2 separate regions of the Gossypium arboreum genome follow, and region 2 is linked to region 1. A link is a contact called in public Hi-C data. All regions are on one chromosome and are shown on one strand. The core of a region is the stretch at or near the end of the contact, and the rest is flanking DNA. Distances in the headings are between cores, read along the strand shown. Region 1 has its middle 33 kb from the start of LOC128281963. Region 2 has its middle 48 kb from the start of LOC128282097.

Region 1 (4,582 bases), core at 913-3,412:
TTGTGGATCCGCTAACTAAAGCTTTAAATTGAGATCAGGTAAATAAAACATTGAAAGGAATCAGATTAAAGCCCATGAAAATTAAAGGCACTATATGAAGGAAAACCCAACCTAGTTGACTGAAGATCCCAAGAATTAGGTTCAAAGGGATAACCTACTTGCATAAACCTTATGAAGTCACTGCGTGGTTTCTTATCCTAAGTCCGTTCCTATGATATAAACTGTGATTAAAAGTAGGATAGCTTAAGTAATACTTTTAATGACCGTTTCATGTTTCGGTGAGCCGAGCAACATATGTCACCTATGTGAGAGTGAAATGGGGTCGCTTCTAGGAGACTACTAGAGCATAGTTCTCTCAAACTCTTGCAGAACCAAGAGATGTTCACGACTATGTAAACATACCCATGAGAACTAAAACCTTACTAAGGAGGTAGTTGTGTGAGGTATATCATCATTTAAACAAACGATAGAATAGTTCAAGGACATCGCGTCTACTGGTCAACTAGTAAAGTAAATATACTTTCCTAAATTAAGGTTCAAGGTTGATGCCTACCTATCCTATGCAACTATCAATCGTAGATTCTATCACTACAGAGTCAATGTTTTTCGTTAAAACTATTGATTTCATTCATATGGGGAATTGTTGGAAAAAAATAGATTTTTGGAAGCTTGATGCATATTCTCGATTGGTAAATATGGAGATTTGAATCATAAAATTAACCCCATGAGACATTTATATTGGTATATCATATGCTCAAAATGGTCGAGTGATGAATGAGAAATTGATGCTCAAGTAAGCCACTTGTGAATTATGTAGAGAAAATGGAAAGTTTAGTTCCACATTGGTTAGATATCAAGTGTGGAATATGTTTATATATATGAACCAACTTGGTGGTTATTGAATGACTAAGCTAATGCTCTCCCTCGCGCGCTAGGGGTGCAAATCCAAACCTACCGAGGTTGGGGGCGCACCTGCACGACGTGGGCGAATCGAAATATCTGGACCGATCGAGCCTTTCTAGGCCTACAGATATATTTATCCCAATAAATAATTTTATTTTTTCTCAGCAGAACTAATCTCTTCAAATTTTGTTTGGGATTAAAAGGAGAAATATTAAATTAAGTTTAATGGCTCCTTTAATTCAGACGTTAATTTGGATTTTTAATGGTTCTTAATTCACGGACGTTAATGGCTCCATTAGTAAAAAAAAAATTCCAAAAGTTCTTTCATTTTGAATATTTTATTTAAACTGAAATAATCTGCAGGAGAAAAACACAGTGAATTTTTCTCTATTTTTCCTGCAAAAATTTTTGAGATCTTTTCCCTGTATATTTCGAACCTATTTTCGGTGATAGAAGAAAGCTAGACTACAGTTCATTTATCACTACAGTCGTGCTACTGTCATGCTCATCTCATTGTTGTGTCATGGGAGACAGTCGACCAACATTTTCCAGCACCAAAGGAGCGGCTGAATCTGTCTTAAGAAGACTGTGAAAACAGGCCTCAACTACGAGTCAGATTTCTGCTTACCTACGAGTGCACAATTTCGATCCAGTTTTTTTTCCAATTTTTGTTTATCACATTTATATATATTATTCTAGTTTGATCTTGTGAGTTAAATCAATATTTCACATTATTATTTATTTCACTAACGTATTTGAAACATATACATACAAATATATCTCAGTTATTAATTTTAGTTTCTTAATAAATTATGTTAATATGAATATATTTATATGTAAATATTTATTAGGTTAAATAACTTTAAAATGTTTAAGATAAAAATAAATGAAAGTTAAGTTTGAAATATCAAAAGTTTATACCAACTACCAGTAAAAGCTAGTATTGTGTTTCTAATTACTTGGTATTGATTGAGAAACAGCTTGGTTTGTATTGATTACCATGATATCTATTAAATATATATAATTTACATTTTTTATGAGGTGAATTTAAATTGTGTTATCAAATATTAAAAGTAAAATAAATTATTATAATTAAAATTAAAATAATTATAATTTAAAAAATTGAAAATTATTTGAATCTATGAAGCACCGATACAGCTCTTTCCCTCTCGTGCCGGTGTCGTATGGGTGTTTAACCCAGATGCTGCGAATACGTATGGGATATGTCGAAATACATCAAAAAAAAAGAAGTTGGACATGGTCAAGACACCGGTGCCCCAAAATGGAGATTGACAGACACGAATGAGTGGCGGCCGTTGAGCTGATGAAGAAGCGATCTGTTAGTTGATAAAATGAAAATGATTGGTAGCGGTTGAAAGAAATGAGAAAGACGGGGTTTTTTTTTAGGTTTATTAAACTCACCGTTTCACTAAAGTGGTGTGGGTCTTTTTTGTCAAGTTTTCTTTACTTGATTGTGGGCTTGTTGCTTTGGTTATATTATTATATATTTGGGTTATTTGCCAATGCTATACGTAATCTACACCTATTCATGGGTCAGGTTACTCGGTTTGGCTGGAACTCCTGCCCAAAATGTAGAAGGATTTGAGTAAAAATATAAGCCCAAAAAATAGGTTTGGACAAAAAAATAAGGCCTGTTTAAAAAACAGGTTAGGCCTCGAGTAAGGTATTTTTGCTCGGGCTCAGCCCGAATTCACTAAAGGACAAAAAAATATGTTTTTTTAATATTATTTTCTTATTATTTTCTCCCTAGTTTGCTACCATTTTACTATTATGTTGCTACTATTTTGTTGTTATTGTTTGGATATTTTATAAAACTTATTTTATTGTTAATTTTGTTATTATTTTAAAGATATTTTTTAATTTTGTTATTATTTTAGAGTCATTTGCTTGTTAAGTTGCATCTATCTTAGTGTTATTTAAGTATACACATTTTTTAAAATTTTATTTTCAATTTATTGGGATATATTTATTTTGATATTTTTAGTATTTTTGATGTATTATATATATTTTAAAATTATATAAAAATTAATATGGACAGCCGAGTCGGGACCAAATTTTAACATTTTTATTCGGGTCGGGTTGGATAAAATTTTAGGTCCATTTTTTGAGCTCGGACCTAACAAACGAGTATAAATTTTTAGTTGAACCCGGCCCGGCCCATGCACACCTCTAACTTAAACTACTATAAGTAACATTTTATTATTATATCAAGATAAATTTATACATTAAGAATTTAATGTTTATAAATATAGAGATTAGAGAAGCATAATAAAACATTCTCATTAATGAATAAAATATAAAATTCTCTTTTAACTCTTAATTTCTGTTATCTACTCACTTTTATCTTTAATAACAACATTTAATTTGTAGAAATTTTAGCTTAAAATATTTTAATTAATTAAGATTAAATAATCAAGTGTTACTATTATTTTAATAAAATGATTGTGAATAAAAAGTATTTTAATATAAAAAATATATTTCTTATTGTTGTACCTTGTTGTATTTGTATCTTCGTTTTCTAAAATTGTTGTCACTGTGTCCGTATTGTGTTATATTCATATTGCGTGTTCTTGCTAATCCCGTCCAGCTATAAAAATTCTGGTATTGTTAGACGGTTCAACAATTATAAATATTGATTACAGAAGTGATTGTACTTGCAGCCATAAATAGCTATTATTTGAATCAGCAAATTGTTTGTAATCAGTAAAATGTCAAAAACTAAAATAAAATTTATTTTTAAATTAATTAAATCGATTTTATAAATTTAATATATATGTTTTTAATAATTATAGGACCGGTAATCAAATTGAAGTTTGTGTTAAGAGTAAAGAAACAACACAAAAACCCAAAACCATGACCACACAAAAGTTGATATCATACGTAACAATAACAGTAATTATTAGTAATTAATTAATAATAAACTCAATATGATACAATACTCAATCACTCAAATGTACTCAATTCAGTGCTTCAAAAGCGCAACAAGGGAAACAATCAGAGAGAACATAACCGCAATTCCGGAAACCGCTGGCGAGAAAGCAGCTCCGGTATCCATTGACGGCGCAGGCGCCATTGCACTGTCCTGAGCTGATGCAGTGGTGGTGAGTGAGAGCACAACGGCAACAAACATGATCATAATGCCTTTAGAGAAGCAAAGCTCTGCCATTTCTTAAAACAAACGGGGCAAATATACAAATTTTTGCAAGAAAAAGAAATTACTCAAATTTTGTAAGCAATTGACATTTCAAGATGTGGGGGTTTCTTATATATATAATAGGAATTTAGATTTTGGTAGATGAACTAAGAAATGAAGTGGAGCCAGCTTGTAGAACAGCTCAAAATAGTGGGCGGTAGGTGTTTGATGGAATGGTTCAAAGAATGTACGCCGACCAGTCTGAAGCAGACACGTTGCAAAGGTTAGGTGTTATTTCAAGGTTTGAAAAGGTTATTGTCGGTTAGCATGTTCAGTTCTAAGAATGTGAAACCATAACCAACACCATGTGCCGTGTGCGGCAACTAGGCCTCCTTAGAAGTAACTTTAGAGAAAAACAATTGAGAATTTTATAATATGGATGGATAATAGATAAATTAGGAAACTGGAATTTATTCCTGTGGTTGTTTCCTTAGGATCATTTGACTTCACAAATATTATGACTTA
Region 2 (4,582 bases), core at 666-3,165, 130 kb after region 1:
ATATGACATGTACATAAATGAATTAATGAAGTAATAAAGAAAGTGTCTAGGCATTTAATATTTGAGTTTGATGTATTTGAAAACAAAATTCACGTCACGACGTCGGATCCTTCATGTTGCGACGAGAATCGGACAGTGAGTGATATCACAACCTAGAATCCCCAAAGTCGCAACATCAACCTGAAAGTTTTAAAACTTTACAATTTAATCTTTATTCGACTTTAGGTTAGTAAAAAAGCATTCGTAAGCTTGTATAAAACTCAAATAAGATTGTGAATCATGTTATAAGTGTATAAGAATCTTAATAGCATGAACGAAAGTTTAAATTGAATGGTATTTGTATCAACTCAAATTTCATTTTATTTACTCGATTAAAGTTAGGATGATAAAATAAGACTCGTCAACTCAACTAATTCGAATTTTATTCACTCGATTTGATCAAATACTCACCCCTACATCCAATTAACCCTAGAAAGAACCATGAAGCCATATCAATAATGATGTCGTTTTAGACATCATAACAACATGATTGTCATTATTAAGAACTTTATAAGATTGGCCATTTTGAAAGGAAAGACAACAAAAGCATAGAGATAGATAAAAGAGGAAATAAATTTTTAACAAAAGCAATGAGAAAAAAGTTGAAAGCAATAGTAGAAGAACAACAACAAACGAAAAAAGATACCGGCATTAAAGTCCTGTATTTGGGCATGGAAACAAAATGATATCAATGAAGAAATTACGCATTCCAAAAATCTCCATAAACCTCATCAAGGATCACCAATAAGCCTCACTAGTAAATTTACTCAAGCCAAGCCATTTATAACCTTTTTTTTTTTTTTTTGCCTAGAAGAGCAATTATTGTACCCTTGTCTTAGCCCCCTTTCCCTTGGGGAAACTACCATGTAGCTGCAAAGTTGGGTCTTTTTTAGCATCAGATCGCTTCTTCATTTGCATCTCACGATGTTAAATTTAGTGAGGTGAGGTAAGGTGAGGTGAAGGTAGAATTAAGTGATATTTTTTTATAAGAGTTAAAATATAATTTTATAATTTTAATAGATTATGTCTTTATAATTTTTAAAAGATTAGATGAAAATTTTATTATTTTAAAAGAGTAAAGTACAATTTTATCATTTATTAAATTAAAATCTTGTAAACTCTAAAAGTTAATAGTGAAATTTTCTATTTTAGGGGTCGAATGCGCTGCCCTAGTAGCTATGGTAATGATGTAGTTATTAGCTTTAATACCGGTGTTTAATAAAATATTATTACAATAAAAATATCATAAAGGCTCTTATATTAAAAGTTATATTATATTTTACCTTATTTATTTAAAAATAAATAAATTAGTTCATATATATTATATTAAAAAGTAAATTAATCCGTTAAAAATTCATCCATTTCTATATATGTCATGTATTTTATACTAATATAAATAAATTAATTTTTACTGTACATAAATTATTATTTTTTACATAATAGAGACAAAATGTAAAGATATATATTTTTACCTATTATTTATCTGCTGTTTCGAAAAAGTATAAAGTGAAATAATTGGGCGAGTGGCAAAAACACACCCCGACAGACGCATTTACAGGGCGCAGCACCCTGTCAACCTAAAGATACCATTTGCAGAAAATTCCAAAACCTTCTTATAATTATTAATTACAAATAAAAATTATTGATACAAAAAAAAATATAATAATAATAATAATAAAATAGAAATAAATCCAATATATTACAATACAATACACAACCAACCACTCAAATTATGTAACTCACTGACTTCAAAAGAGCAAGAAGGGAAATAATAAGAGACAACGTAACGGTAACACCAGTAACCGGCGTTGAGAAGGCAGATCCAGTGTCCATTGACGGTGCAGGCGCCATTGCACTGTCCTGAGCTGATACAATGGTGGCGACGGAGAGCACAACAGCCATAAACATGATCAAAATATCTTTAGAGAAGCAAACTTTCGCCATCTCTGAAAACTAACAAAGAAAATTATACAATGTTTTTCAGGGTAGAACAATAAAAACTCAAATTTTGTATGCAATACGAACCTTTCAAGGTGTGGGGGTTTCATATATATAGAAAGAATATAGGGTTTGGTAGATGAACTAAAAAAAAAATGAAGTGGAAGCACTTGTAGAAGGGGGGTTATTTGAACAGCTCAAAAGTGTGGGCGGTAGGTGTTTGATGAAATGATTGAGAAAAGAATGGACAACGGCAAGTTTGAAGCCGACACGTAGCCAATGATAGCTGTTGTTTCAAGGTTTGAAAATGTAATTGTCGGTTGGCGGCATGTTCTCTTGTATGAATGTGAAACCCTAACCAACACCATGTGCCGTGTGCAGCATTGGTATACCGTTGCGGCAGCTAGGCCTCCCATCATTCTTAATGGAGAAGGCTAAGGTAACGAGTGAAAACATGAATGGGACTGTAAAAGGTCTAGAAGGTCCATGCTTGCTCTACAAACTTTAATTGCTGTATTTCTTTCTTACTTCCCAAGGAAAAAAGGGAATATTATTTTCATTTGAAAATTAAGGGTAAAATAAACGCCATTAAATAACGACAACTGTTTTTTGTTTTGGTGAAAAAATAACGACAACTTTCGATGGTCACAAAGGGTAATAACGACAGTCTTTTTTTAGAAACAAACGTGTACCTAATCTTGGCATTAACCCAACTCAGAAATATTATTGCGTTTTAATCTAATGTCACAAAAAAAAGGTTAGTATACGGCGATGTTTTTACTTTAGAAAACGATACCGATGCTTCGACTAATAATTTATGTAAATATTAAATTAGAGTGTTGATGAAAAAATTATGTATGCTTTTTATTGGTTTTATATAAAAATTTAAAATAAAAATAAAGAAAGAATATTATTATAATAATACAAGAGTAAATTATAAAATATTATTAACTTTTAGTAAATTTTTACTATTGAAATATAAAAGTTACATTTTAATCATTAATATTATTGATTTATAATGTTTTAATCACTTGTCCGTTATGGTATATTAAGTCAAGATTAATATCTAATTTAATCTTTGAACTATTATTAAAATGTTTAATTTAATAATTTTATAATATTTTAACAAATTTTTAAAAATTTAATTTAATATTTAAGTGATACAAATTTAAACCCTATCATCTTATCTCGCGCTTATAAAAGGTATAACAAATTTTAATTGAGTTGCTGTGTATATTATCTAAAACCATTGCTAGTAGGGGCAGATTTACATCAAAGCGTGGATGCGGTGCAGTAAAAAGTTAAGGTTAAATGAAATGGTAAAAAGGAAGCCCAATCTCAGCTGATTCAATAATTAAGTATTGGTTGAATTTACACTCATACCGATTTGATTAAAAATTCTGAGTTTATTTCATAAATACATTTACAGTGAGAACAAAATTAAAACCAAACAGGCCCTTCAAAATTTAATGTTTAAACAAAAGTAATAAGAGAAACAATCAAAGATAAGCCAATAGTAGCGGTGGAAATGCCCACGGAGATTCCAGCTCCTGACGGCCACGGTGCCGAGGCAACGGTTAAGATAGCCATGACCAAGGCCAACCAAAAAGGCTTCAACATGCTAACTTGACCCATTTCTTTTTATTTTTCCTTGGGAATATGATATGAAAGTCTGACTTATAGAAAAATGACAGTTGGGTAACGTTCACATAACAGCTAACACAATCCATTATTGTGTTTTGTTGTTTATGAACTGGAAAGCTTTGCTTTGCTGCTTTTTTTTCTCTGTAACTTTTTATATGTTAAATGTGAAGTTGGTTTTAAATAAATTATTGAAGATTTTATTTAATTAAATTAACCTCTAATGTTATAATAATAAATTGTTTTAAGTTTAAAATATAATTTTTAAATAATATATATATTAATAATATTTATTAAATTAAATTTATAATTTTAAATATAATAAAAATTAATTATATTCATTGATTAAAATTGAAGAGAAATAAATATAAAATTACAAAAAAAAATGAATATTAACAAATTAATTCCTTAGAAGTCCTAAGATCTACTTGAATAATTACCAAATAAGGTTGTAGCATCTTTGATCAAGACTATTGCGAATTCGAATTAGAGGTATTCTATTTTTTTATATTATTATATTTGGATTTCATAATTACTTTTTTTAATAATATTATTTTTAAAATTTGAATATACTTTGATGCAAACCTGTTCATGGGTCAGGCCATTCGGTCCGACCCGAAGGCCCGTCCGAAATGTGGGAGGATTTAGGCAAAAATATAAGTTTGAAAAAAATCAGTTTGGACAAAAAAATAAGGTCTGTTTAAAAAATGAGCCAGGCCTCGGGTAAGGCATTTTTTGCCCAAGCCCGGCTCGGCCTGAATTCACTAATGGATAAAAAAATTTATTTTTTTTAATATTATTTTCTTATTTGTTTTCTCCTTATTTTGCTACCATTTTACTATTATGTTGCTACTATTTTGTTGTTGTTGTTTAGATATTATATAAAACTTATTTTATTGTTAATTTTGTTATTATTTTAAAGACATTTGTTAATTTTGTTATTATTTTAGAGTCATTTACTTGT

Evidence for each region. Hi-C and Micro-C count contacts between places; a contact is called where the count stands out from the background.
Region 2: a contact with region 1 is called in a Hi-C map of leaf, with 2.3 times the contacts expected there. The contact joins two enhancer-like sites. A contact is called at or near these places in 2 of 5 Hi-C or Micro-C datasets (both in leaf).

The regions. Positions count from the first base shown.
Region 1 is chr1:74,660,404-74,664,985 of ASM2569848v2, forward strand. No RefSeq gene overlaps it. Among protein-coding and RNA genes, the nearest start is that of LOC128281963, 33 kb to the right of the region's middle. Within about 2 kb of position 2,163, at least 2 of the 2 cell types and tissues checked have an H3K27ac peak or open chromatin away from gene starts, as enhancers often do. A contact at or near this core is called in leaf, where this site is marked.
Region 2 is chr1:74,790,511-74,795,092 of ASM2569848v2, forward strand. No RefSeq gene overlaps it. Among protein-coding and RNA genes, the nearest start is that of LOC128282097, 48 kb to the right of the region's middle. Within about 2 kb of position 1,916, at least 2 of the 2 cell types and tissues checked have an H3K27ac peak or open chromatin away from gene starts, as enhancers often do. A contact at or near this core is called in leaf, where this site is marked.